Linked DNA regions of Mus musculus: regions 1, 2, 3, 4, 5 and 6 are each linked to region 7. The links are chromatin contacts, called in public Hi-C, HiChIP or PLAC-seq and Micro-C maps. All regions are on one chromosome and are shown on one strand. The core of a region is the stretch at or near the end of the contact, and the rest is flanking DNA. Distances in the headings are between cores, read along the strand shown.

Region 1 (2,809 bases), core at 103-2,602, 230 kb before region 7:
GTTCCACAGCCAGGAGTGTGCCCCGGGTCTTCTTCATCTGCCTCAAGGAAGCCAGGAAGATGAAGCCTTTGTCGGCCCACACAGCGTCCAGTAGGTCTTGGAACTTGTCATCCGGCACAGCGGGGATCAGGTTGGCATTCTCAATGCGGAAGGCGGGGCTGGATAGATCTTGGCCCTTCACCAGTCGGCGACCGGGGCCCCTTCGTGCACCTCCAATGAGTTCAAAGATGTCAAACACACCGTTATCTCCCCCAGACTCTGTAAGGAGAGAGAAGACAATCGGCTTTCTAGGCTAGGTATAAGGGGGTAAAGTTCTGGCTGTGAGGAGCCAAGGTGGGAACTCGTGACAATAATGGCAATTATGGAAAGCTGAGCGAGGGAAGCTGCATCCTTATCAGGAGATAAGGACTCCAAGGAAACACAGGAGCTATCGAGAGAGAGAGAGAGAGAGAGAGAGAGAGAGAGAGAGAGAGAGAGAGAGGAGAAGGGGGAGGAAAATGAATATATCACAAACTCACCTGGAATGCGGTTGCTTCCACACATATGCAACAGGAACAGGACACCTAGTCCCCGCAGGAGCTCCATGGTGGAGCCTTTGTGCCCAACACGGAGCCTGTAGCAAGAAGCACAGGAGGCCAGAGTCAGAGACCAGGAAGCAAGGTGGAAGGGCAGAGGTGTGTGTGTGTGTGTGTGTGTGTGTGTGTGTGTGTGTGTGTGTGTGTTTCTTCTTTTGCCCCATATGTGCTGAAAAAGAAGGGTTTACTTTCCAAACGGTATCCAGTATAAAAAGAGCGCCAGAGGCAGGGGGATTGTTGGAGTTCCAGGATAAAGGGTATAAAGTGACTTGGGTCCGTCCCCTCCCCCCCGCCCCTTTAGACAAGATTACAGAATGTATTTTGGATGGCGACAGTCAGGGGTAACCTGGAGACTACTGGGGAGAAAATCTTGGGGTGTCTTGGAGGTATAGTTTGTGAACCCGAAGGCTGAAGAGAACCAGCTCCGGAAAGTTCTTTCCAGGGGATAGACGGGGCAGGATAAAGGAGTTAGGAAAACCAGAAGGGGAAGAGTAGGAGATGAGGAGTAGCGCTGATCATCTGCAGCCTGGGGCTTTGAGGTGGCCGGCCAGGTGCTCCGCAGAGGCGGGAGGTTTACCTGTGTGCACCGGGGCTCAGTAACCCGGAGAGGTGGCAAAGGTGAAGTGAAGGACAAGGACGCTGAGTCCGGTGAAGACGCTGAGACTGCCGGTGCGCCGGGAGAGACCGTGGCAGAACTGGATAGCAGCTTCGCGATTGCCTGCAGAAGTCCGATGAGGCTGGCTGACTCCAGGCAGTGGCTGGCTTGACTGAGGAGCCCAGGACCTTTTAAAGAGGCAGGAAGCAGGGAGGGGGGAGGGTTCTCGGGGGCGGGGGCGGGGGACGGGGACGGACGGGTTCATTTCTCCGCCCCCTGCTGCTTGGCGCACAGCTCTCGGGCTGAAAGTGAAGGGGGAGACTCCGATCCCGCACAGGAGCCCTGGAACTTGTCAGAAAAATAGGTCTCCGCCCACGCAGCCTTGGCGTACTCAGCCTTTAGCGCTTAGGATCTTGCGCCATGTGAACTGGAGACGTTCTGCATGAGAGTCCCCAGACGCGATGCTTCTTTGGGGACCACCTAAGACCCTTTAGGGAGGCTTTCATTAAAGCACATCTCCTTGAATAATTCCATGACAGAGACGCTTGGGGATCGAGACAGTCTGGTTTAAAAATAAAAGAGGGCAAAAGGTTGGACCCCTTAAAGGAAGCTGCCTCCTGAGTCAATCCTGGTGGGTGGGGGATCCCATGTCATCTATACTTTGCGCTTCACTCCTGTCCCGCACGCCTGCCTTCCGTCTGACTCACTAAGGGTGTCAGCACGGTGTTGCACAGGGCCAGCAGGACCGTGCACGGAGGTCGCCTTCCGACTCACTGTCCAAGTCGAGAGTTTTTTCCCCAGTTCTACTTTGCTTCCTCAGATGGCCGCTTGGGGGCGGTATATGTATTCTGATTTAGGGGATCCTTTCGGAGAGTTTTTAGCGGCATTTTAAGGAAGCGAATTTATATCCCGCTCCCTCAAGGCAAAATTGAAATTGTGTCTTGAAAAACAATTTTGTGCCCACTCGTGTTTCTTAACGTGACTCCCGATAGGAGAATTTGCTGAACCATCTGGCTCCAGGATCTTACACTATTTACAGAACGGACCCGTAGAGTTATAAATTACTCTCTACCTATTATTTTATTTCCCATCTTTCTCCCTAAACAGTTTTTTTTTCATTTTTTCGGCTCCCAAAACCGAGGTGTGGTTTACATTTCTGTGGGTATACACTTTTCCATCAGTAGACTGCTGCCTGATCCTTTGTCTCTGAAGTCTGGTCTCAATGCCATCGGTCCGGAGCCAAGATGACTCCAGCTGCCTGGAATTCCATTCATCTCTTTGGGAAGGGACGTCAGCGGCGGCGATGCTTCTCCAGCTGTGGCCCTGCGTGAGCAGGCTTGGCTCTGAGTCCAGGGATCCAGGTAAAAGCATCACCAAATAAGGATCTTGGCAGAATCAGGGCGGGGCCGGCTGAGGGACAGCTGGGGCTCCCTCCCCTTATCAGTTACACCTGGCTGGACTCCCAAACCTTGGAAACACCCAGGACTTTATGCTCATCACACAGCAATTTCACTTTCCTTGTGTGGGAGGGAGTGTTCGGTGACAAGGTGTGTGAGTGTGCGTGGTATGTGTGCGTACACGCAAGGAGGGGCTTACAGAGTGTTTCCTAGTTACTCCGGGTACACAGCTACACAGCCAG
Region 2 (2,851 bases), core at 263-2,762, 210 kb after region 7:
CAGGAGATGCTGGCATTGCAGCTCCAGATACTGGAGTGCACATGCATGTGTGCATATGTGCATGTGTGTATGTCTATGTGTGTGGGAGTGTGCATGTGTGTTAAATTCCTTTGTCAATGAACCAGAGAGAAGTCTCATATCCTTTATTGGAGTCTATGAAACTGTGGGAATGTAGCTTGTGAGTTTGAAAGTAGTCTACTGTCTCTGACTTCCTACTGCTTTCTAATTGAAGATCAGAGTCAACAGTGCCTACTAGAAATTGCCTCTCAGATTCACTTTCCCCATAACTGTCCTTTATCCATTGCTCCTCCACTTTTGCATGCCCTTGTTGGCCAACAGTCTATAGATAGAGAAAATGGATTTGTCAATGTTTTCACACCAGCGGCTACCAACTGTTCCCAGAGAACTGTAACTGACTTCATTTGGCCCACAGTCTTCTGAATCTATCTGTATTTACAGGTAAACCTATGTTCAAATTATAAAGAGTATATTTCAATAAGTCATGTACATAATCATAAAATCTTCATAAATATGTTTTCTTTCAAACAACTTATTAAACTTATTGGTGACAATTAATTAATTCTATACTTAGATTCATGAATGTCTCCACATGCCTTCAATTTTCTTTCCCTTCTCTATTCTTCCATACCCACTATAGCACAGATCTAGAACAAAGACAATTGAAGCATCCCTAAATTGGAAGGCAGGAAGATAATAAAAATATCTAAAGTTTAAAGGAAAGTACATTTGGTGGAATGGTCATTAGAAAATTCTAATGTTCAGCAAGTCAGTTTTAGACGCAAGGCTCAACAGTCTCTTTTCTCACCCCTGCCCTGGCCTTGTTGATGTTGAAGTGTCTTTCTCCCATTTCTGCTCCTGTCTGTCTCTCTGATGAGTTCTTGGGGAAGAGACACCACTTCATGTGCTTCTGTATGGCTCATTGTACAGATTGGCTGCTTATAGCATCTAACTGTCCCCAAAGGAGAAGCTAGCTGAGTTCTTCTAGGAAGAAATGCAATATCTTACAACGTAATAGTATAAGATGGAAACCTTCCCAATTCTGATGCAGTATTCCTAAAAGCTCAATTCCCTCTACTAGGAAAAAATCTCATATAAATTTCAACTATTTGATTTGATCTTCTTGTTTACTAATTTCTGAAACTACTAAAAATACATCTCATTTAAACCAATCAAAATAAAGGTTCCTGTAAATATCACAGTGCTATTTAGGTCTTATGGAAATGGAGCTCCAGTCTTCGTTGACCCATTTTCCTGTGCTTAAGAACATCTTCCAATCATGCGCTCCTCTAGCTTAGTTGTTTATTAGTGATTTTAATGCCTTTGTTTAATTTTAATAATAATTTCTAAGGGATGATTCCTCATCCAAGTCCCAAGTTCTCATACTGATGTCTGCTCTTTTTATCTTTTCTGAGAGGGAAAAGAGACCAAGAGCTGACACACCAAAGCCTGGCAACCACAAAAGGGCTGGTCTGGCTACTGCAAGCCAGTGAGTCACTGTGAAGAGATCCCTGGGGCCCAAACTTACTGGCCAGCTAGCTCAGGCAAAGAACCTCAGTCTAGCTAGCTAGTGGGAACAACTAACCAGGCTGCAGTAGATTGATTTCAGTGGTTTCCTTATTTTCTCCTAGAGCTACCCTTTGACAGGATGCTAATATTTTATAAGCCTAAAGTCTATGATTTTTATTAGATGGATACCATTTTTCCCAGCATGGATTAAGACAAGTCTACAGGAAATTCGGAGCGCTCTCAACTGATTGTGTAAGCCTTGTTGTGCTTGGTTTATGATCCAGGCCGGCAAGATTAATAAGTGTCAGTTAAATCTGTCTCCTCCTTAATTTATCTTGTTTATCACCCCCATGAGCATATACTCTTTTCTAGGTTCACTGGTCAGGTATTTTTGTCCTTGTTGTTATTGACAAGCTTGAGTCGTCTGAGACAGGAAACCCAACAAAGAAAATGTCCTCATCAGATCGGCCTGAGGGGCATTCTCTGAATTGTTGATTAATGAGGAGGTGCCCATCTCACTGTGGACAATGCCATCCCCCCTAGGTGGTGGTCCTGGGTGTATAAGAAAGCAACCTGAGCAAGCTGGGAGGAGCAAGTCAGCCAGTGGCATTTTTCCATAGCTTTGGCTTCCGTTTCCTGCCTCCAGGTTCCCTCCTGTCCCAACTTCCTGCCCTGGCTATCTTTCACGATAAACTAAAAAGTGTGAGATGAAATAAACCTGTTCTTCACCAAGCTGCTTTTAGTCATGATGCTTACCTCAACAACAGGTAGCCAACTCTAAGACTTTAGGTATGGGTCCTAGTTCCTGTTTCTAGAAACAGTCTGATTATCTCGTCATTGCTTTATATAGATAGTATTCTTTGAGTAAAATAACAGTTGAAGCTGTGAGAAAGCTTTAGGCTCTAGGAAGGAATAAAAAAAATCAGTTTATTCCTCTAAAAGTTAAAAAAAAAATCTCCCTTTTTTTCCTGATTGGATTTTGACTCCATGACTCCATGAGCAAGAGTTATTGAAGTATGGTGGGTGAAACAGCCCCTTTGTTTCTAGGTAGGCAAAGATTTTTGAGCTTCTGTAGGAAGAGGAGCGAACTCTTAAATCCCAGTAGGTGTCTGAGCAGGTGTCTCTCCACAGCAACCCCTGAAGGAACTCAGCTTTTCTTGTTCCTTTCTGCATATAGAGACACTCTGCTTCTCTAACATCTTTGGTCAGCTTGGTAGCAATAGAGTTGCCCAAAGTCCGATTACACTTCGAGGCCAATTCAGCCTCCTCTGGTGGACATTTCAGAGCCACTGACCTTGTTTTCTTACTGAAAGTGAAGTCTAAA
Region 3 (2,870 bases), core at 32-2,531, 130 kb after region 7:
CTGCCCTGCTAATTCCATTAGTTAAAATTTAATTGTATTTTTCTTCATGTGTGACCTCAAGGAAGATGTCTATTTTAGCAGATACAAAAATCACTTAAACAATTGTCAACTCTTCCCACATATTAAACATGCTGGTTCCCTTAGGAGGACATACAGCTCTCTCTAGGTCAAGATCCAAGGTGCCCAGTGATACATGGTTCTGTCATTCTTCATGTTTGAACTGTAGGATCAGAAACTCATCCCCAAGAGGACTTAAAAGTACAAACACACACACACACACACACACACACACACACACACACACACACACACGAGGAGGGTAGACATCGAATGAGAAGCTATATGAAAGGAAATATGATTGAAAGTCTTGAGAACATTTTTAACAAGAAGCCCTGGGAAAAGAAAACATAGACCAAGAATGGGAAATGAAGACACATTCCAGTAACACAGAAAATGAAAATTTTTAAATCCATTTAAGGAACATTTTAATTGATTCAATATACCCAAGACAATATCATTATTACATGGATTGTATTATATGGATATAACATGGATCCATGTATTAACATGATACATGGATCATATTATATGTGTGAGTGATGTAGAAGGAAAGAGACAAACAGAGGCTAGTAGAATGGGCTGCTTAATCAATATGGAAAAGATGATTGAAAAAGTTAGGAATGAAGCAACCAAAGAATAAAATAGATCTAAAACATACGTACATATATGTGTGAAAGTGAATCATGAAAATAAGTTGCTGCTTCCAAAGCTTTATATGTTAGAGGTCAATTCAGGAGAACTTGATGTTCAGTATGCATCCCTCCTTCCCCAGGGCATAAGTGTAGACTGAGTTAAACAACCTATATATAGAAAAGGCTAGTGTCCCCAGGAGATGATGAAGGTTTCACTCACGACCTACATTCCAGGAAGCCCGTAACCACAGTTCTTTAAGGATGAATGCCATAACTATATATGGACCTCCACAGAAAAAGAAAGAGAATCTTTCTGGAGTTCCGACAAATGCTATATAGGAGCCCAGTCACTCTTCTAGCCAACTCAAGAGTCAGAGGAAAGGGTCTTTGGATGTGGATGAAGACTCCGCAGACCAGAGGAAACAGATGTCTTGCTTGGTTTCCTTTTCTGTGGATAAGAACCAGTGTTCTGGGTGACCATTCCTGTGCCCCAGAGGGGACTTTTTCTGATGTGAACTCCACTATCACCCTGTTTGCACTTGGTGACTCACAATCGAACTGGCATTCTCAAGGCATTTGCTTTATCACCGTTAAGAGACCAGGGCCACGGTCATGTCAGTCTGACTCAGTCCTCCTGGAGTGTCTCCAATGTCAGCCATTCCCAAGGCAGGCTGCCATCTCAACACTTCTGTGCCCATGGAGACAACTGACAGTAAAAAGTCACTTGAATTTGAACAGCAATTGCTTTGATTGGGTTTTATCTCCACAAACCTCTCAGTTCAGGAGAATATAGAAAGCCACTACCACAGCAACAATTAATGTGATCTGGGTTATTACATGATCACAGTTATTATCATATATAATTATTGTTACCACCCAGAGAAAGCAGCCAACACCACTGGAGATCAAGCACTCTCCTGGAATTTTAGTATCTGATTTGGAAATATTTTATGTTAGTTGGTAAAAGGCAAGGGGACTCCAGAAATGTCTATATATAGTACTACCAAAAATGAATGTGGAGAAGATCTGGGTGTCTTATTCAACTTTCCTCCTGGCATCTCATACACCCAAGGCAGATGCAAAGTGGAGAGGAGTTTCAAAACAAGCTCAAGCTAGAGATCGTTTCTTCTATTGTTCCTCCTCAGCTGCTTTGAGTTTGGGGCAATTTTCAAGTGGTACATCTATCTAAAGGGGAGTCTGAAGCATTAGCACTGGATGGATGGAGCATCCCAGTGGCACTTGTACTAACCTCAGGACATTATGAAGCCTTTGCTAAAGGAATTGGTTATTCTATTTTTTAACATTTTAGAGAAACTGTAGACACATTAACAATAGTAAGAAATAATACAAAGAACTCCTTAGTGAATTTTATACAATTTCCTACAGTAGTGACAACCAGATGAAGTTATCTGCACAAAGCTATGAGGAGAGAGATGTGGATATAACTTAGTGACTTACATTCAGCTGTCCTGATTTCTGTTGCTTGCTTGTTCTCACTTGTGTTTGTATATAGCACTGTGCAATTCTGTCACCCATACAGATTTGTTTGTCTACCACCATAACAAAGACACAAAACCATGCCATCACAGGGATGCATCCCACTGAGGAGGAATAGATGTATTTGAGACACTAGAGAACATAGTGAGAAAAAGAGAAAAAGCCGACATTTTGACCTTATAAACTGCTCATGGTTTAGCGTTCATAGATGTATAATTAAATAGTTGATTTTTTTCCTCTTTAATTTACTTGACAAACATTTGGGGAAGATTGTATTAGACATTAACAAATAGTTGTTAAAGCAAATGAAATTTCAATAACGAAGTATAAGGGACCAACTGCATTTTAATGAATACTATAATGGAAAATATACACAAAGTAGTAGAAGAACCATATTTAATCACTAGTGTTTGCAGCTATGGTCAGCATGCCAAGGTCTAGAGTCACATGGATGTGTTAGCATAACTCTATCCTGAATTTGTCTGGAAGAGGCCAGAGAATTGCTCTTATTTTCCTTAAATGAAAGGATTTTGCTGACTTTTTTTATTATGAATATGTTTCAATATGTGAAACCAAGTTATTCAGCGTGTACCTGGCCACTCTGGTACAGACCTGTCAGACATAACTGGGTGTTCATTTCTGTCTTTAAGTATACACTAATACTTCTTCACATTTCTGAAG
Region 4 (2,900 bases), core at 377-2,876, 150 kb after region 7:
ACCAATATTTAGGGCTATGGTTATTCCATTTTGAAGTGCTTACCTAGCATGTATTAGGCCTTACATTCATTTTCTAGTCCTACCAAAAATTCAAAACAACAAAAATTTTCTATAAAACCAACTCCCCCCCCCCTTTTTTTTTCAAATAACTCCTGGACTTGCTCATCCTTTTGGTCCAGTGAGACTGACTCTAAGTTTAGGAAACTCTGAGATTGACTACACAGAAGTCTCGCATTGTAAAATCACAATAACTATCCCTGTTGGAGCTTCCCTATGATTCTATTCACAGACCTTTGAAAATTCTATGGTTAAATGATTTCTCTCAATAACAGTAATAGTATGCCAGTCCTGAACACTCTCCAGCATGTTCTGAATGTACTCATACAAAGGGATAGAGGACATTTAGCAGAGAGTCTCATGACTAAGGTCAAAGGTGGGACATGTACAAGAAGGAGACACTTGGTGGCCTGTGTTACTTATGCAGAGATCCTGTGGGACTCCAATCCTGGCAGTGTAAGTGCATTGATAGTCATCATAACCTCAGCCTTAGTATCCGAAATAGACAGAGGCTTACTTTCTTGGGCTGGAAGAACAATTATCTGCCAAGTGGGAGATATACTTGCTCCTCCTTAATGGGTCATCACAGCAAATGTTGAGTAGCAATGACCTCATTCTATACCACTGTGTCCAATGTTTGATGTTAGAAGGGCTATAAAAGCTTTTTTCTAGATAGTTAAGTTGGATTGAACGATAAACAGTATGAAAGTTTCTGGTCTTCAAAGGCAAACTTATTTAAGTGAAATCTAGGCAAATAGCAGATCAAGTTAAGAGAAAATCATTTCTACTCGGTGAAGAGGTTATTTTTGTGGTGGCAGCCCCAGCAGAATCATTCACAGCACTCAGAAGTCATTATTGGAGCTCGCTTTTGGCAAGCCTGAAGCATTATGTGATCCAGAGAAATACTTTCTAATTATTAAAAACATGATATTGAAGGAACAAATGTTGTTGGCACCCACCAAGTGTATAATTGATTCAAAAGTCCAGTCCCAAAATAATTGTAACAAAACCATGTCTGTGAAACCTTCGCTGAGAATATGTGAGTGAGTGGGTACCACATTTTCTGCCCTTTAGTAGGATTTGGGAGTTAGATTACATGCTTTGTCTTTGGAACTAAAATGAAGAGCTGTTGCCCCAGGGAGACTGTAACTGAGGCCATGTGAAATAACTAAGACATTAAAATGGCAGACAAGCACTTGCTAGATTCATAAAATGTTTATTACATTGGCCTGTTGAATTCTCCTGACTGGAGAAAATGCTATCTCTCTTTAGAGAGATAGAAAATGAAATGGGCTGTGTGAAGTGAGGTGGAGGGGAGAAGAAAAAAGGAGAGGAAATGGCCAAAGCCAAGCAGAGCAGCTGTAATAGAGGAGGGTCAGGTAGGGATACAGAATGGCCTTGAATATGTGGATGGATGGATATATGGATGGAGGCACTGTTTTAAGCCACTCTGTTGTTAGACTGAAAGCAGTGAATTTGGAGAAGTAGCCAGACTGCTGTGCTTAGGGTCACACAACTGTTAGTATACTTCAGAGTTTGAGTTCCCAGGGTGTTGCCCAGTCATTCCTGTGGTTTGTCTCAACATGACAAGCGTTCTTGAGAAAGTTGTGGTCACAGTAGTTAGCCACTTGAATGACAAGACTGAAATAAGTGTCCATCTATTAAGGAGGGTATGTATTTTCAGAGCTTAAACAAGCCGCTAGATGGAGGATGCCTGGTGCTCAGAGTCATGGTACACAAATGTACTATTCAAGTTGGAATTGTGGAGCCTTGCTCTATTCTTTACCTTCTATTTGTCTCCTGATAGGACCAAAGACCTATTCAGTGCCTCTGGATTTCTTCCTGGACTTCCCCTGAAGCTTATCCAGGGGCAAGGGCAGAGTACTGCATATTCTGGCTCCTGGTCTTGCAATTTCAGTTTCTATGATGACCTTAGGATTTTTCTTCTTCTCCACTTCTTTGCAGATCATTCAATTCAGCTCACTTCCTTAGGACAAGTCATTGCTTGCTGACTGACTATGCATGTGCCTGGCCCTAGGATACAAAGATATCTGAAGTCTAATAAATCTCCAGTTCACTCTTCACCACATGAATATCTTCTTCAGAGTCTGAAAGTACCTGTCATTCAATAGCTGTGTGATGCTGAGGTTACTTCAGCCTTTTGTGCCTCACATCCTTCATCTGATGACTGAGATGAGGTTTACAGTAGTTAGTACATATGAGAGTATAGTGTAGATCCTATTTATAGTAAGCATCCAATAAGTATTACATATTTCTATTACTGTATTTAGCTTACTGCCTTCTAAGAAGGGCATATCTTCTATTAGATATTTTCCTTATTTCCAGTCTTCCATTTTATTCCCTACATGCATGTTTTCTTTCTTGTAAGTTCTGTCTGGTATCATAAAAGCTCAGTTGTAAAATTTTTACTCAGCTATAAGAAAGAATAAGATTTATGCTGTTTTCAGGCAAATGAATGGAACTGTAGATCATTGTGTTAAATGAAATAAGCCACACTCGGAATAATATAATATGCTTTTTCTATGATGTCATCCTAGATAAGAAAAGGGGCATGAAATTAAGCAAGATAGAAGGAAGACAGGGGTTAAAATAGCAGGTGACAAATATGATCAAAGTATGTTACATACATATATGAAAGTGCCTCTTATTCACTCTGATCCTGTGGGGAATTATTACAATGCTAAGGCTCATTTGCTGTTTGTCTCTAATAGTTTTATATTTTCAGGCAAGTGCTATATAAACTTTATGCATATGTATTAGATATTATAATGAGCGCTTTTAGAATGTCTGGGCTTATGTTACAATACTTTGGAGGGGTAGAC
Region 5 (3,218 bases), core at 308-2,807, 210 kb before region 7:
TCTGGAGTTTTCTTTGGGGAAGGCTTTTGATTACCCTCTTAATATTCTTGTTTATTATCAGCCTAGTCAGATGGTGTCTTTCTTTAGAGCTGAGCTGTGGGTGGTTGTGTGGTTTTGAGAGTTGATCTCTTTTAGTTCATCTGGTTGGTTGATGAATGTTTGCTTCTGGTAGACCCTGTGGCCCCTGGCATTTCCAAATCATCTGTTGTAACATCTCCTCCTCAGTTAGACTTTTCTTTCTTTGGGCATCCCCTGTGTTTACTGCTTTATTTAACTACAGATTTGCTAGCTTTATATACTTTTTAAAAAACACTAGTCATACCTGTCATTGCTAAAACCTATGAAAACTTGCATATGACCACTGTTCCTTCTCAAGCTTATTATCTGTCCCCTTTATGTCCTCACTCTCAGGAAGGCCTTATGGTGGCTTCTTGTTTCCACCAGCTATTCAGGTCATCGTGGGTCTTAACTCCCTGATCACACAGAATCTCTTTTCTTCAAGGTATGGCTACTTGGGTAAATGGCCCCAGGACCCTTGAGGGGACTGAGGCAATGGTTACTGTACATACTTGGCTATGCAGAGCACCAGGCTGCTTCCTCAGTCAAAAGGAGGAATATATAAAACTTCATAGTTCTAGAAACTGGGCAAGGGATCACAACTTTCTCCTTTTTTTATTAAATTTTAAATTACTTCTTTTATTTTTGATTCTAAGTGAATGAGAATGAGGACACGGCTGCTCCTAGGGATGCTTGAGAAGGTTTTGATTGTAGAGATGAGGAAGAGCGCGTAGAGTCCAGAAGAATAATAGACTGGGTCAGGAGAAGGGGGATGGGGAGTGAGAGAGGAAGAGAAGAGAGAAGGGCAAGAAAGGGAACCAGGAGACAGGGAGGGAAATCAAGAGGAGACTGGACAAAAAGCCAAAAGAGGGCAAGGCCAAAATGGCTGTGTTATATGGGAAAGAGAAGCTGGAGGAAGCACAGCTGAGTTCTGAGGCTGGAGAGGTTTAGGGTAGGGAGTAGGGTTGGGGTAGAAGTGGAGAGAGGAGCCAGGACTCTGTAACAGATGCTCACAATGCTGGCAGATGCTAAGAAAACCTGGTGACCAGCATCCCCTTAGATATATTAATAGGCAGCTCAGTTAGCCATTTGTCCCGGGTTTCCTCAGGACCTAACGATAATGTAATTACATCTTGTCCCCCTTCTCTTTCCTGCCCTCAAACCCTCCTACATACACCTCCTAGCTCTCTCTAAAATTCATGACCTTTTTACATTGATTGCTATTACATGTTTGCTTGCACACAAGCTCTCTCTTGTGCACACACACACACACACACACACACACACACACACACACACACAAAACCTGGTCAGTCCATGTAAGATTGTTAATCCTTATGCTTTCAGGGCTGACCATTAGGTACTGGTAACACGTTAGTGTACTAGTCCCTGGGGAAGGCTTTCTCCCACTCAAAGCATTCCTTAGTTGCTTGTAGTCACTTGTGCAGGGTTGAGGCTTCCTGGACTTTTCCCTCCGCCCACATTGGCATGTCTGCTGTGTTGTCCTTGTTTAGCCCATGTTTAAGCAGTCATCTTATAAGAGTCTATGGGTGTAGTTTTTGACATTCCTAGAAGATGCCGTCTTGCAGTAAATTCGCTATTCGCTGTTCCTCTGGCTCCTACAAAAGTTGTTCTCCCCTACCATCCCACAGTGGTTGTAGAGCCTTTGTTGCAGTGTACCGTGGATGTAGCTGTTGGAACTGGGCTCTCTACAACTCTGCATTTTGATTGGCTGTGGTTTTCTGTAATAGTCTTCATTTCTTGAAAAGCAAAGTTTCCTTGATCAGGGGTGAGGACTACACTTGTATATGGATACAAAGACAGACAAATATTTGGAATGTAGTTAGGAGTTATGCTGCATGTGAAAGATCCATGACTTTGCTAGCCTGGGTGGTTAATAACTCCTTTATTTTCATGTCCAACCCACCCTGCTGTGGACCATCCCCAGGGGCGGACCATCCCTAGGGAGCATTCTGTTCTCTTCTTAACTACTCTCATAGCTGTAGTGGATACAGTGTCTTCTTGACTTCCCATAGAACATATTTGGCTGGTTACTTTTTGAAATTCCACTATATACCTGGATTTCATAACCCTTGACCCATCAGCTCTTTCCATTTTCCTTTCAGAAACCGTCACGGTACTCCCGGATTTTGTCTTATTGGATGTCGCTGCTGTCCCCTAGTTTCCCTGCATCCTTGCAGAATACTGGCAGTAGCTGCCTGTTGCTTACAGGTGATGGTACCTGTGCTGTAGGACAGGGCCCCGTGGCAGTTCCCCTCTTCTTCATTCATATTTTTAACACACTTTTCTTCATCTGGCCCACTGAGCCTCCAGTTCTGCTTTGTAGCCTACTGATATTTGCTGGCCCATGCTGCTTGGCACCTGAAGTCCTTTTAGGGTCTGGTTTCTTCTCACAGCCTACTTAGTGTGTACGTAAAGCGATTTTGCTCTAGGTCCTGAATGAGGTTGTCTTTTGGTTTGTTTGCTTGTTTTGGGTTTTTGTTTTGTTTTGTTTTTTTCCCACCAGTGACTCCTGTGTTGTCTTTGAAGAAATGGAAGGCATTACCATTGAACAGGGAGAGTGAAGACCAGATGGTTTTGGGATTTCAGACTCTTCTGAAGGGGCTCTAGTAGGTCCCAGCATGGCAAACAGAAGCCTGGGCTTTGCAAACATGGCTCTGGTAGGCCTGGCCTCCTCCTAGTCCCATTTCCTTGCTGAAAATCATTAGATTACATTCCTAGAATTTATTTATTGGTTTGTTTGTTTTTGCTGTTGCTGTTGTTTGTTTGAGACAGGGCCTCTCTGTGTGGCCCCTGGCTATACTAGAATTTGTTCAGTAGACCAGGCTGGACTCAAACTCCAACTGCTTCTGCCAGAGAGCTAGGATTAATGGAGTACACTCCTAAAGCTAGCCCCCAAGCTCCATTCCTTTATTTGGTCATTTCCTCCTCCTGAGGCTGACCACCAAGGTCCAGCTATCAAAGTATTGACAGATAGCAATCAAAAGCTTCCTTTTGGCTAACCTAATTAACATATCCAATGTGTTGGTTGTATATGCTTGGCCCAGAGGGTGGCACCATTAGAAGGTATGGTCTTGTTGGACTAGTTGTGTCACTGTGGGTGTGGGCTTTAAGACCCTCATCCTAGCTGCTAGGAACCA
Region 6 (2,829 bases), core at 307-2,806, 160 kb before region 7:
TGTTCCTGCTGGAAGACACATTGTTTTCTTGGAAGTGTAAGCCAGGAAGATCTACCTGTCAGTCGGTGTCAATGGCAGGTGAGGAGCTTGCCTGATAGAAATTCTAGTGAAGGAGAATGATGAGGTGTCTCAGTGGGTAATGATGCTTGCCACCAAACTCGATGACCCAAGTGTGAGTCTCAAGGTCCACATGGCAGATTGTGAGAACTGATTCCTGCAGGTTGATCTCTGACTCTCATTCCTGAAATACAAGGGACACCCAACACATGGACAGCCTCATCCCCTTTCATTTTGTCGAAATAAAAAGTCATAGTGAAAAAAAAATACCAAGATAATCTAGTACTATTGTATCAAAACCTGTTAGAATTGAACTCCTGATTCTTATTATTTCTAATAATTATTGGTGTCCATGAATGTCTACCATAGTAGGATGTGCACAGGGGAAACTTGACCAGAGAGAGACCCTGCCCTGCAAGGTAGAAATTTGAACTGCACCATCTGTATCATCCCTTCCTGTCACAAGAGATCCTGACCTTAACTGAGATCAAAGACTGAGTGAAGATTTCTAAGATAAAGCCAGAAACACTGTGGTTTGGGTTAATAGAATGGTGGGAGACCAACAAGGGATCACTGAAGAGAAGTCCTTTAGTGAGTTTCCACAAAGAGTTTGCATTCTCCATCATCTCAGAATCACTGGGATTCTTGTGGAACTTGGCACGCCCCTCCTGAGGATCTTAACACCCACCGGTGACTTACCTCAGGGGGAAGTTTGGAATCGGCTCCTTGTGACAGCTCTATTACTCTTGTAGCTGAGAATGAAAGCCATTGAAATAACAACAGCTGAGACAAATATCTGCATAATCTGCAGAGAGTAATCAATATTTGTAAGGGAAGTAACTTGGCAAGAGTGTGAACGTTCCTTTTCTGAAGTGTGTTTAACCTTGCAGGACCTTTTCCCTAGATTCTTAACCACGGTTTAATGCATATTCTCGGGTCAGTCTTCTTGGAGGTATCTAAGTCCCTTTTATCCTCCTAGAGTTTTGGTGTAATGACAGGAGGCCTGATGAAGCAAGGCAAAGAAATGGCTGGTTCTGTTCCCTGGAGCCCTCTCCATTGTGGGCATGTACTGTCTGATTAGCTCACTGGAGGCGCAGCTGCGAGCAGGCCTCATCTGCATGCCCCAAGGCAGAGGAGAAGGCTTCCTGTGAACTTCAGAACACATGTTGGCGTGGAAGGGACTTCTCATTCATTTAGAATTCCTTTGCTCCCAAATAAATGGCTGTAAATGGAGAGGAAGGGATATGATGTGTGACTAATTTCCCAGGAGGACCTAAATATCTCCACTTTGACCCCAGTGTCTTGCCTCCCCCATGTCCCCACTGAAAGGCTCATAGCAGCTTTATTACAAGGTAGGTGTTTGTGAGCCAGCTCAGGATGGGGACTAAGCACACCGCCCAGCAGGGGCGTTCTTTCCATGATGCTCAGGCCGTAGGATCTCTGTGATCTAAGCGAACAGGCAGTATGCACTGGGTTGATTCAGCCAAGGAAGTAACTTAGTGTGGCCTTATAAGGCCGTGGTTCCGGCGGAAGCAAGACTGTCTCTCTTCCATCTGAAGGCAGGCCTCTGAGCATTCCCAGATGACATCTGTGCTTTTTCCATCACACAGTTGGCCTCCTTGGCTCCTTGCGCCGCTTTGGTTGTGCAATTGGGACTTGGCAGGTTCTTTGGGCTGTGGAATCTGTACATTTTCAGCTCTGACATCTCAAAAATAGTCACTGAATCATCTTTATCAGCGTGGTTTATCGTAAAGCAGAAACTTTCTCCTCCACATCTTTCTTTTTACTATCTAGAACTAGAAACGTGATGATTTATGACGTAAGGAGGTTGCACGGAAAGAGGGCTGTCTTCAGGACTGGAGTAGGCCAGGTTCTACTCCAGGCTGCCCTCTTTCCTGTTGCAGGAACTTGAGCTTTATTTAGGGCCTCAGTTTAATCTTCTGTCAGGTGTAGAAAATAGTTGCTGAGCTAATGGAGAGATTAGATCCAATGTAAGCTAAGTGCTAGATAAATGTCTGGGCTCAGTACATTTTGTGTGAAAGAAGGCGTGGTTGAGCAAGCAGTGGTGATGTTTACACTGTAGAAATGAGGCTGGTGATGTAAATTGTGAGGTAAATCATATAAGCAATCACTTTAGCCCTCCACAAATCATACATGCACACAGACACACCACTTCTGTACACATACATATGCACATAGACTTTGGAAACCTAGACTTTTCTTTTGATGAGTAACTTGCTTCTGAGGCCAAGATTACACGTCTGTGAGTTAGGCCTCAGCCCTCTGTGTTTGTAGCTGTCTGGGAATGTCTGTGCTGGGTTCTCCTGATAGCTGTAGAGAGCAACCTGAGGCTTTCTCTTTGCAGGCATCAGGGGTGAGCAGGTATAATCTGAAGTCCTCGCTTCTAACTTTCACTGATGGCTGAGGTCTGACGCTAGGAGTTGGTCAGTGTTCTAGCTTTTGACGTATGAGAGGGTTTTTTTCCTCAGTCTTGGAGAATTATCCTATCACGGCAGCATCTGTGTTGTTCCCAACAGGGTTTATGACTGACTTTCTTTGGCACAGTGAAATAAGCCACGATCCTTTCCTCCACAAAGTCTCCCTGACATGATATTGGCCATTAGCTTTCTAATACACTTAGTCAAAGAGTTAGTGTCTAATAATTATAAAATACAAACAAATCAACGTAATGAAACAAAACAAAAGGCTGCTTGAGACAAACTTGTAAATTTGCCTCTTAAATTCTTTAGTCAGTAGATTTTTGAACCTCTC
Region 7 (2,768 bases), core at 44-2,543:
GTGTCCTTGCCATGCTCCGTGCTGACCCCTGAACCTTTCAGCATGCCAGCAAAGGTTGTTTCAAATTCTTCAAAAAAGCTTTGGGTTTTAGATGAATGGTTTTTAGTCATTAAATATGTGTCATTTCACAGTTGTTGCTAGTTTCTGAAGTCCCCAGGAACCTAAGTACTGGATCTGATGAGAGGGAGCTGCGGATGGGGGAGAGGAACCATTTTTAGGAAAGTTGAGTAGACACTGGTGAGCAAAACCCCCTCTTTAACTCAGAGCATGCCACCCCTAAATGTAATTCTTCTTCCTCAAATAAACAGTCTGTTGATTTGTAATTCATGCTTATGTATCCCAGTGATATGTCATGTATTAAATGATGGATCAGGCCAGAAAATACATTGGCTCAATAGTGGGTATCTTTTCTTCCTTGGGCTGGGTCAGACACCTGTCAACATGGCAGCTGGTGATGGGTTGACCACAAAGCCAGCTGCTCAGTTTCGCTTGGGAAATCCTCTTGTTTCATCAGTTTGGGGATGACCACAAACTGGAATTAAAAGTCTTGCTCACGGCTGGGACCTGAGCAGAATTCATGACACCCAATGTATATCATCCTGTCTATACACCTTTGGAGGGCAGTCACAGCCAATGAGCTGAAAAAGAAGGCATATGGATGTGTGTGTGTGTGTGTGTGTGTGTGTGTGTGTGTGTGAGAGAGAGAGACAGAGAGAGAGAGAGAGACAGAGAGAGAGAGAGAGAGAGTTAGTTTGTGCCTATGGTGTGTTTTACTGAAGTATTTAAAATTTCTTTACATAAATGAAATTGCAGTAAAATGTATAGATCTTACATTGTAAACTGTACATTTTGATTAAGATATAACATATGAACACAGATATTTCTCTATCCTAGATGGTTCTCACATAGTCAGTGTCACTGCATAAAGTCAGCCTCATTTTGACTTCCTTGCACCCTCATTAGCTTTGCTCATTTTTCTGTCACTGATGCTCACACAGCTGCCTGGTGTCTCACGATCCTCCCCATCTGACACGCATCTGTAGGGATCCACGCATGCTCTTGCTTGTTTCAGCATTTGATCCTCTTCTTTTTGTTGAGTCACATTGCATTGCAGAAAGATGCCATGGTTTGTTTGTCCATTTTCCTGAGAGACACCACAGTGCTTTTTGTTAGAGCTGCTCTGAATAAAGCCATAATGAGCATTCCTGGGCACAGTGCTTGGGGACATGTGTTTTCATTTCTCTGGGGGTGATCTCTGAGGAGAGGAATGGTAAGATCATGACTAACAGTTGTCGTTTTCATTTTAACCACACTAGGGGGTGTTGTGTGGTGTCTGTCTGAGCTTTGCCTCTGCACACCCCCGATGAGTAACAGTGTCAAGCATCTTTATGTCGTCTTTGGTGAAATAGCTAAGATGTTTGTCCCTTTACACTGGGTCTTTAAAACAGTCTTAATTTATCAGTGTTTTGATTATATACAAAATTACATGTACTTATGAAGTAAAATGACCATTTATTCATATAAAACTTGATAACAACAACTAACACAGGAGAATATTAACCAGAAATGTACGAGTATCAGCCTACTTTATTGCAGTTCTGTTTTCATATTTTAAAAGTATATATAATATATTAAATTGTTTTAAAATATGTGTTTAAAAATTACATATTACCCTACATGTATGTTAGTGTAGCGTGTGAATGCCTAGTAACTGCAGAAATCAGAAGTGGGCATCCAGTCCCCTGGAACTAGAGTGACAGCTGGTTGTAAGTTTCCATGTGGATGCTGGGAACCCAACCCATATCCTTTGCAACTGTCCTTAACCATCTCTCCAGGCCCATAGACACTCTTTATACAGCTTAAATGCATCCTTTGCCCAGCATATGCATTTTAATGCCTTAGTTTCAAGCCTTTTGCCTTCAGCTTTTATTCTTTTCCTTTCCCCTTCAGTAATTGCTCTGCAAACTCGTCCATATTCACTTGAACACAGTACTACTCCATGTGGAATGCAAGGGGCCCACCACAGCACACTGCCAGGTATCTTCCTTGTCGTTTTGACGGTTACTTTTGTATCATTTGCTACTGCACAGGTTACAGACCTCCAAAACCAAGGCTTTTGCTTTTACTTTTAATTTTTGCCTTAAATGCTTCCTCTCCTGGCTTGGCTTGATACAATCTAGAATCATCTGAGAGAAGACCATTCGTTGAAGAACTGCCTAGATAACGTTGGTGCCTGGGCATGCCTAGGAAGAGTTGGTTAATTGATGTCTGAGGGCCCAACCTACAGAATACAAAGAACTTCATTGGATCTGTAACCTTCTAGGATGGAGGGCTTCATGTCTAGGGGAGAGTCCACTGCTCTCTGTAAAGCCAGCCATCATTTATTGCTGGTTTGTCTGGTTCATTGAATTGTTTTCTGGGTATTTGCTTTCTTGAGATTTTTTGGAACTTATCAGCACATGTGATGTTTGGTTCTTCACCACTCCCTTCAATTTTCTTTCTGTCTTTCTCTGAGGCTCTGTGAGCATACATAATGATCGGGTGTGGCGTTCCCAGAGACTTCTTTCAATCATTTTTCTTTCAGCTCTGTCTTGGGTAATCCTCATGTTATTAAATTCAACAACAGGGCTCACAGGTTTTTTGTTTGTTTGTTTGGTTTTTTGTTTTGTTGCTAATGTTTCTGTTACTGTTGTTTTGACTAATTGCTCAGAGTCTGTCTGCACGGCTGGTGTCCCTGTGATATGGAGAATGTTATGTTATGCTTTGCT

The links. HiChIP or PLAC-seq counts read pairs in DNA pulled down with a chosen protein or histone mark. A called contact is a pair of places that touch in the nucleus more often than the background predicts.
Region 1: a CTCF HiChIP or PLAC-seq map of the NIH/3T3 cell line shows a contact between it and region 7, with 24 read pairs. The contact joins the promoter of Thbs1 here to the enhancer-like site in region 7. A contact is called at or near these places in 6 of 39 promoter capture datasets (cranial neural crest, embryonic stem cells, frontonasal cranial neural crest and 1 more), 1 of 15 datasets of contacts at CTCF or cohesin (the NIH/3T3 cell line), 25 of 484 Hi-C or Micro-C datasets (the AtT-20 cell line, the C2C12 cell line, the MC3T3-E1 cell line and 12 more), 17 of 115 datasets of contacts at active chromatin or transcription factors (bone marrow-derived macrophages, a colorectal cancer cell line, differentiating embryonic stem cells and 12 more) and 3 of 9 other capture datasets (adipose tissue, embryonic stem cells and liver).
Region 2: a contact with region 7 is called in a Hi-C map of embryonic fibroblasts, with 4 times the contacts expected there. The contact joins two enhancer-like sites. A contact is called at or near these places in 5 of 484 Hi-C or Micro-C datasets (the Patski cell line, embryonic fibroblasts, muscle stem cells and 1 more) and 1 of 115 datasets of contacts at active chromatin or transcription factors (pancreatic cancer cells).
Region 3: a Micro-C map of muscle stem cells shows a contact between it and region 7, with 5 times the contacts expected there. The contact joins two enhancer-like sites. A contact is called at or near these places in 5 of 484 Hi-C or Micro-C datasets (adipose-derived mesenchymal stem cells, embryonic fibroblasts, muscle stem cells and 1 more) and 2 of 115 datasets of contacts at active chromatin or transcription factors (embryonic fibroblasts and pancreatic cancer cells).
Region 4: a Hi-C map of embryonic fibroblasts shows a contact between it and region 7, with 2.6 times the contacts expected there. The contact joins two enhancer-like sites. A contact is called at or near these places in 3 of 484 Hi-C or Micro-C datasets (embryonic fibroblasts and myocytes).
Region 5: a Hi-C map of adipose-derived mesenchymal stem cells shows a contact between it and region 7, with 2.0 times the contacts expected there. The contact joins two enhancer-like sites. A contact is called at or near these places in 5 of 39 promoter capture datasets (cranial neural crest, embryonic stem cells, frontonasal cranial neural crest and 1 more), 1 of 15 datasets of contacts at CTCF or cohesin (the NIH/3T3 cell line), 13 of 484 Hi-C or Micro-C datasets (the AtT-20 cell line, the C2C12 cell line, Sertoli cells and 8 more) and 2 of 115 datasets of contacts at active chromatin or transcription factors (extraembryonic endoderm stem cells and trophoblast stem cells).
Region 6: a contact with region 7 is called in a Hi-C map of adipose-derived mesenchymal stem cells, with 3 times the contacts expected there. The contact joins two enhancer-like sites. A contact is called at or near these places in 1 of 15 datasets of contacts at CTCF or cohesin (the NIH/3T3 cell line), 5 of 484 Hi-C or Micro-C datasets (adipose-derived mesenchymal stem cells, embryonic fibroblasts, nephron progenitors and 1 more) and 2 of 115 datasets of contacts at active chromatin or transcription factors (embryonic fibroblasts and pancreatic cancer cells).

What each region holds. Positions count from the first base shown.
Region 1 is chr2:118,110,419-118,113,227 of GRCm38.p6, reverse strand. Thbs1 (thrombospondin 1) reads right to left here and starts at 1,352. Exons shown (of 22, transcript NM_011580.4): 1 at 1,153-1,352; 2 at 519-613; 3 at 1-258. The coding sequence starts at 585. It overlaps Gm13986 (predicted gene 13986), which reads left to right and starts at 2,026. Exons shown (of 10, transcript NR_126479.1): 1 at 2,026-2,531.
Region 2 is chr2:117,667,017-117,669,867 of GRCm38.p6, reverse strand. No RefSeq gene overlaps it. Among named protein-coding and RNA genes, the nearest start is that of Gm32210, 37 kb to the left of the region's middle. Within about 2 kb of position 1,512, at least 38 of the 459 cell types and tissues checked have an H3K27ac peak or open chromatin away from gene starts, as enhancers often do. A contact at or near this core is called in embryonic fibroblasts, muscle stem cells, myocytes and 1 more, where this site is marked.
Region 3 is chr2:117,747,497-117,750,366 of GRCm38.p6, reverse strand. All of the region lies in intron 2 of Gm32210 (a long non-coding RNA gene), which reads right to left. Among named protein-coding and RNA genes, the nearest start is that of Gm32210, 44 kb to the right of the region's middle. Within about 2 kb of position 1,281, at least 53 of the 459 cell types and tissues checked have an H3K27ac peak or open chromatin away from gene starts, as enhancers often do. A contact at or near this core is called in embryonic fibroblasts, muscle stem cells, myocytes and 1 more, where this site is marked.
Region 4 is chr2:117,730,182-117,733,081 of GRCm38.p6, reverse strand. All of the region lies in intron 2 of Gm32210 (a long non-coding RNA gene), which reads right to left. Among named protein-coding and RNA genes, the nearest start is that of Gm32210, 27 kb to the right of the region's middle. Within about 2 kb of position 1,626, at least 38 of the 459 cell types and tissues checked have an H3K27ac peak or open chromatin away from gene starts, as enhancers often do. A contact at or near this core is called in embryonic fibroblasts and myocytes, where this site is marked.
Region 5 is chr2:118,089,735-118,092,952 of GRCm38.p6, reverse strand. The region is part of intron 2 of Gm13986 (predicted gene 13986); the gene reads left to right. Among named protein-coding and RNA genes, the nearest start is that of Gm25308, 13 kb to the right of the region's middle. Within about 2 kb of position 1,557, at least 8 of the 459 cell types and tissues checked have an H3K27ac peak or open chromatin away from gene starts, as enhancers often do. A contact at or near this core is called in adipose-derived mesenchymal stem cells, where this site is marked.
Region 6 is chr2:118,038,353-118,041,181 of GRCm38.p6, reverse strand. The region is part of intron 4 of Gm13986 (predicted gene 13986); the gene reads left to right. Among named protein-coding and RNA genes, the nearest start is that of Gm25308, 38 kb to the left of the region's middle. Within about 2 kb of position 1,556, at least 52 of the 459 cell types and tissues checked have an H3K27ac peak or open chromatin away from gene starts, as enhancers often do. A contact at or near this core is called in the NIH/3T3 cell line and adipose-derived mesenchymal stem cells, where this site is marked.
Region 7 is chr2:117,880,801-117,883,568 of GRCm38.p6, reverse strand. All of the region lies in intron 3 of 4930412B13Rik (RIKEN cDNA 4930412B13 gene), which reads right to left. The region is part of intron 8 of Gm13986 (predicted gene 13986); the gene reads left to right. Among named protein-coding and RNA genes, the nearest start is that of 4930412B13Rik, 60 kb to the right of the region's middle. Within about 2 kb of position 1,293, at least 38 of the 459 cell types and tissues checked have an H3K27ac peak or open chromatin away from gene starts, as enhancers often do. A contact at or near this core is called in the C2C12 cell line, the NIH/3T3 cell line, adipose-derived mesenchymal stem cells and 5 more, where this site is marked.